Regions from separate parts of the Mus musculus genome. Here region 2 is linked to region 1. A link is a contact called in public HiChIP or PLAC-seq data. All regions are on one chromosome and are shown on one strand. The core of a region is the stretch at or near the end of the contact, and the rest is flanking DNA. Distances in the headings are between cores, read along the strand shown.

Evidence for each region. HiChIP or PLAC-seq counts read pairs in DNA pulled down with a chosen protein or histone mark.
Region 2: an H3K4me3 HiChIP or PLAC-seq map of embryonic midbrain shows a contact between it and region 1, with 2.7 times the contacts expected there. The contact joins two enhancer-like sites. A contact is called at or near these places in 2 of 484 Hi-C or Micro-C datasets (astrocytes and nephron progenitors) and 9 of 115 datasets of contacts at active chromatin or transcription factors (embryonic basal ganglia, embryonic forebrain, embryonic midbrain and 3 more).

The regions. Positions count from the first base shown.
Region 1 is chr2:172,582,073-172,584,954 of GRCm38.p6, reverse strand. The region is part of intron 1 of Gm36038 (a long non-coding RNA gene); the gene reads right to left. Among named protein-coding and RNA genes, the nearest start is that of Gm36038, 6.4 kb to the right of the region's middle. Within about 2 kb of position 1,469, at least 6 of the 459 cell types and tissues checked have an H3K27ac peak or open chromatin away from gene starts, as enhancers often do.
Region 2 is chr2:172,727,329-172,730,210 of GRCm38.p6, reverse strand. No RefSeq gene overlaps it. Among named protein-coding and RNA genes, the nearest start is that of Gm36156, 65 kb to the right of the region's middle. Within about 2 kb of position 1,535, at least 59 of the 459 cell types and tissues checked have an H3K27ac peak or open chromatin away from gene starts, as enhancers often do.

The DNA of each region.
Region 1 (2,882 bases), core at 220-2,719:
CGGCTACCTGAGCAAGGGCTGCCTGGCAGACCTTTGAAAGGCTTCCTTGTAATGGCTGTGCTCTACAGCTGTTTGTTGTTTAACTGCCACCTGAGGCCTGGTGTTGGATGAAGGCACTGTCTCTCTTTCATGAAGGGTGTTCATCCAACTAGCTTCCCAGTGGCCCTGGAGCATCTGGCCTGAGGGAGGGAAATTCTGAGTCCTGGTCCCTTCCCTCCCATTGCTTAGCAGGTGACACCAGCTCCTTTCTGAGTGATAACAGATGCCCAGAGGGTACCCTTAACAATTCTGAGGCAAGAAAGCCTAAGGCAGGGGTTCCCCAAGAGGCAGGGAAGCTTTCTCTTGCTCAGGCTCAGGGCAGATGAGCCAGGGTTAGCTGTCATGCCTCTTAACTGAGTGAGAACCTTGGCTTGGCCCTGCTAAGACATTAGCAAGTGCTGCCATACTCTAGGGCATCCTAACCCTACTTACTACAGACCAGGAAGCTGGCATTAAAGACACTTCAGGGGCTGGTGAGATGGCTCAGCGGTTAAGAGCACTGACTGCTCTTCTGGAGGTCATGAGTTCAAATCCCAGCAACCACATGGTGGCTCACAACCATCCATAAGGACAAGCAAAGAACCTATGGGCATGAGTGAACAGGAAACAGAGCAAGTGGAGCCCGGAGCAAGAGGGGAAAAGGGAAGGGAGACAGAGGCAGGTGCACGTCTGTGAGTTAAAGGCCAGCCTATATAGAGAGCAAGTTCCAGGACAGCCAGGGCCACATGGTCTAGGATAAAATTTAAAACATAAATTAATAAAAGAAGCTGTGTCAGGGGCTCTCATGATTGATGGTCCTGAGCCAACCGCCATCTTGGGGGATTCGGCTGTGTCCCCTCACTGTGCTAATGGGCAGTTTAGACTCCAGCAAAGAGTCTAGGGGTTGGATGGAAGCGCTCACCTGAGAACCTATCTGCTTCCGATCGATCACCTGGCGATGCTACCCACAGCTGGGGAAGGGGCTACAGCACACTGGTGAGGGGCTGGGTAAGTCTTTCCAGGTGCGGCTGGCTGGGAGGAGAGTTCCCACACCCCTGTAAATAACCCCTCGCCTAGGCTTTCTGTAAGGGAGCCCCAGAACTCATCGGTTCCCCAGGGTGAACTAGGGCAGAATCCTGTCTTGGTTTGTCACTGGGGCCTGTGAAGCAGGAGAATTTTGCCTTATGTTTCCTCCAGGGAAAGATGTCTCCAGAGAGCATTCACTGAGAGGAGATGTTACCATCCCAGGGGCTCCTATCCTGGATTGAATCAAGACAGGAGGAGAAAGTGAGCAACCCAGCATTCTGTCCCTGCTTCCTGATCTGCCAGGTGTCAGCAAGCAACCTCACACACTGCTGCTGCCACAGCTGAGAGCCTCTCCAGCTGCTACACCAGGCCAGCCCATACCCTTAAACCTCCAGTCAAAAGAAACCCTTCCTCCCTTGAGCTGCCTCCTGTCCCACATTCGGTCAGCAGTGAGGATGGGAGGTAATGCTCAGAGGCCGTGTTTGATTGGCAGTATGAGCGCCTGGTCAGCGAAGTTTGCAGTTCAGCTCCCCCCACGCCCACCCCGCTCCCACCCACCCCTGTCATTCAGATTCTTTACGGTAATTATCTGGCACTGAGAGACACTGTAGTTGATAGAAGGGGCCTTGCTTTGGAGGTGTGGCTGTGTGAGCAGGCAGACACTTTTTGTAAAAGATTGGCTTATTTTAAGTGGGGTGTGTATGTGTGTATGTTTGTTAGTTCTTTTCTTTTTTCCCCCTCTTGGCTCTTTGCAGTTAATTGCACAAATGAGCTACACTCATCTAAGTTAAAAGTGGACCCCAGCTGGGCAGTGGTGGTGCACGCCTTTAATCCCAGCACTTGGGAGGCAGAGGCAGGTGGATTTCTGAGTTAGAGGCCAGCCTGGTCTACAGAGTGAGTTCCAGGACAGCCAGGACTACACAGAGAAACCCTGTCTCAAAAAAGAAAGAGAGAGAGAGAGAGAGAGAGAGAGAGAGAGAGAGAGAGAGAGAGAGAGAGAGAGAGGAAAAGAAAAAAGAGTGGACCCAAAATAATTCCACTGTACAGGCTGTGAGGCCATTAAACTTGTGATAAAGGAAGAATGGAAATTCTACGCATTGTGAGTACATGATCACTTAGGCTTCAGAGAGACACAAGCACTTAGAACCCATGTGCCTTGAGCTGATGGTGCTCAGCCTGCCCAGGCTCCCTTGTGTGGTCACCATGAAGCCGAACAGCTTCTCCATACCCTGGATGCTCCATTACAGTGCGGGCAAATTTGTCCCTAATTGCCTTCGTGCCTTAGCTTTTTGTTTTGAAACAGTGTCTCTCCGAGTAATCCTGGCTCTCCTGGAACTGCCCAACCATGCTTGCTTAGCCTCTCGTCTGTGATTCCTTGACACTGAAAAGGGTCTCCCTGCCTGCTCCTGTTGAGTTACTATATCATTAGACTCTTCAGGGCCAGCACAAGGCACACGGTCACATTTACCAAAGGGATCAAAAGAGAGAGGTTGAAGACATTAGACATCAGTTAGATTCCTTTTCCTTGATGGAAATGCCCTGTAGAAGCTGGCTGTGGTAGAAGTGAGGGGAGGGCTTGGAGGAAATCAAGGGAACTTCCAGGGGAGGCAGCTGGGTCCTGAGAGGTGGCTCAGTGATTGGAATAGAGGGGGTCAGCACCTGTATTCCCTTCTATAATCTTCTGAATGAATGTTTTGCCTGCATGTATGTTTGTGTACCATATGTGTGTAGGGTACCCTGGAACTGGAATTAAAGATGGTTGTGAGCCAGGCACTGTGGCACATGCCTTTAATTCCAGCACTCAGGAGGCAGAGGCAGGCAGATCTTTGACTCAAGGT
Region 2 (2,882 bases), core at 286-2,785, 150 kb before region 1:
TTGATTCTGAGTCCAACAGTAAAATGTGTGAGAACTCGAATCTCACCCTTGAAATATCATTGAATATCACCTCTAAGGGACCATCGGGATAATATTGAACGACGTCATGCAGAAGATCCATTTACAGCAATAACTCCATCGAGAAGAAAGCTGGGAATGATCCAGCTGTCCATCGAGTGGGGATTGCTTGCGTAAGGAAGGCTCAGTTTTGGTCTTGGTGCCAGACAGCACTCCTATGGGGAATTCCAGATTCACTGATGCAAAATGGTGTCAGCAGAGGGGCACAGCCGATTCCAAAGGGTCATGTGCTCTGGGCCTCCACAGATGTAAGGACTGGAGAATCACGGGTAATCCTAGAGAGGGAGCCCCTGTACATGGGCCTGTCATGAGGTGGCGGGGTGTGTGTGTGTGTGCATCACACTCTTTTTAGTAGGATTTAAGTTTCTCAGTGGAAACTGTCAAGAGAAAGAAATGGCTGAGAGTCCCCAGAAAGAAGAGACACTGGTTTTCTGCACTGTCTTCGTATTCACCCCAATAGCCACTGGGCACCCAGTCCTTGTTAGAAAGACCTAGGCTCTGTGTCTGACACTTAGGCGCTAAATGGTCAGAACTATCACTTAAAAAAAAAAAGTCTCATCTGTTTATTTTGGGTGTGCTTGAGCCAGAGGACAGAATTGGTTCTCTCCTTCTACCCTGAGAGTCTGGGGGATCGAACCCAGGCCATCAGTCTTGATGGCAAGCTCATTTGCCTGCTGAGCCACCATGATAGCTCGCAGCTCTTAATTTTACAGAATAATTTACAAGGCCTTTACACACGCTTGGTTCAAAGCCCACCATTAGCTTGAACTGTAGACAATGAGCCCAAAGGGACTGAATCTCTAGGGCTTGATGAGGTCCAACTTAACTCATTTCTTATCATTTTGACACACCAAGTATCTATTCTTTCCTCCAACCCCACCTCCATTTCCCCTCCAAGAGAACTGGGCTGGGGTCTAGTGCCCTTGGCAGGGACCAGGTCAGCTGCCAGGGAGCTTCTCCGAGCCACAACTGGAGTGGGACTCTGCTTATAAAGGGTGAAGGCTTTGGGCAGGGGGGGGGGGAGGCGGAGGGGAGGGCAATCAGGTTAAAAACCTCTTGCTGCCAAGCCTGATTGTGTGAGTTCGGTTCCTAGGACCCACTGGCTGGAAGGGGAGAAGCGATTCCTACAAGTTGTCCTCCGACCTTCACCCACTCGCTACTGCAGCGTACGGGCATGTGCACACAGTAACTAAATGGATAAATAGATAAATACATAAATAAATGTCATTTAAAAAAAGAGAGACTGGTTTTTTGACAGTGGAGAAGTCCCCTCCTCCCGGCTGTCGCTCGTGCACCGGGGGCGGGTCCATCTGCCAGCCGCTGACCTCCAATCTGTCACTCGCGGCTCAAAGGCGGCGGCCCATTCAAAGGCTGAATGCGCAGGGGTCGGAGCTGACCCGCCGCCAGCCTCCGCGGCTCCGAGTCGGCGAGGCACCCCACAGTTTACACCGGCCAGCCTCAATGCAGCCTCCAGGCGTCCCATTCAGCAAGGCTGCATGCAAAAGAGCCCGGCCGTTAGATCATCGTAATTATCCCATCGACACGGCCCGGGGCCCCCGTGGGGCACCGAGCCCATCAAACGCGCCCCTAACGAGGCGCTCGGGGGCCCTTTGTGCGCGCGCCGCCCCCAGCGCCCGCCGCTCGCTTTCAGAGCGCTCACCCCCCTTGACCCCCGACCCCGGGATCTGACATCAGCAGCCCAGGGCTGTGATCACTTTTATTGCACACACTTGGCGCTTGTTTCCTGTGTTTAACTCCGCTCCCCGCCCCGCCCTCCTCCCTCCCGGGCGACACTTATTGGAATGTAATAGACGTTGGCCCCTCTGCAGGGCCAGGCCGGCGCGTTCTCACACAGGGCCCAGCGAGGATGCCAATAACCGCCGCTTGCTTCATTATCCCGGTGCAGGCATCCGCTAATCACCGCCCCGCCGAACAATCTCCAGCAGATGGCCACAACTTTATGAGTTTTAATTAAAATGTTCTACTTATTTTTTTCGTCAATGCGCTTAAACCCCCCCCCCGCCCCGAAATGAGGAAGATGTTACTGTCTTACAGTGTTTTGCAAATTACGCCTTCATCAGGGTGATTAAGGGCCGCTTATTTGGATCTAATCGGAAATCCCCCCACCTCTTTCCCTTCTAACATACTCTGCTAAATTATTTTTTAAAGAATTAATTAAATTCCAGGTTTAAAGAGATTCTGTTTTCTTATGTCATAACAACTTCAGAGAAAGGAAAGCGAGGCTTGCTTCCTTCTGCAAAAGACAGCAATTTACACAAATCCCTTCATGTCCATGCTCTGACAGAAAAGATCTTTGCTCTGCTTTCTTTGTGTGTGTGTGCGTGTGCGTGTGCGTGTGCGTGTGTGTGTGTGTGTGTGTGTTCGAGCATGCTTGAGCATCCCTGCGTATCCTGCATCTGTTTTTCTCCAAGCTGTTTGATTCCATGAAAGACATTATTTTACTTGGTGACTCCGAAGTTTATGAAAAATCCACTTTAAACAGAGAATCGGGGGAGGGGGTCTCTTTAAGGTACAAATCCGATACCCTCTGCAAAACTCCCGTGGCACATATGGCTCTTAATGTAATTTTGTTTAACCGCAAGCATAATTTAATTTGCCATAAAACCGAAATGAAAGGACATGACAAACAAGCCTTTGACCTGAGTGTCAGTTAAAATAAGCATTTGCCAAGGGGCCAGGACTTAAACAAAATGGCTTCATCTCATCCCCAGCAGAACGCCAGAACCAAAAAACGACTCCCCCCCCCCGCCCGGCCCCCCTCCCCCCCATGCCCAACCCGTATG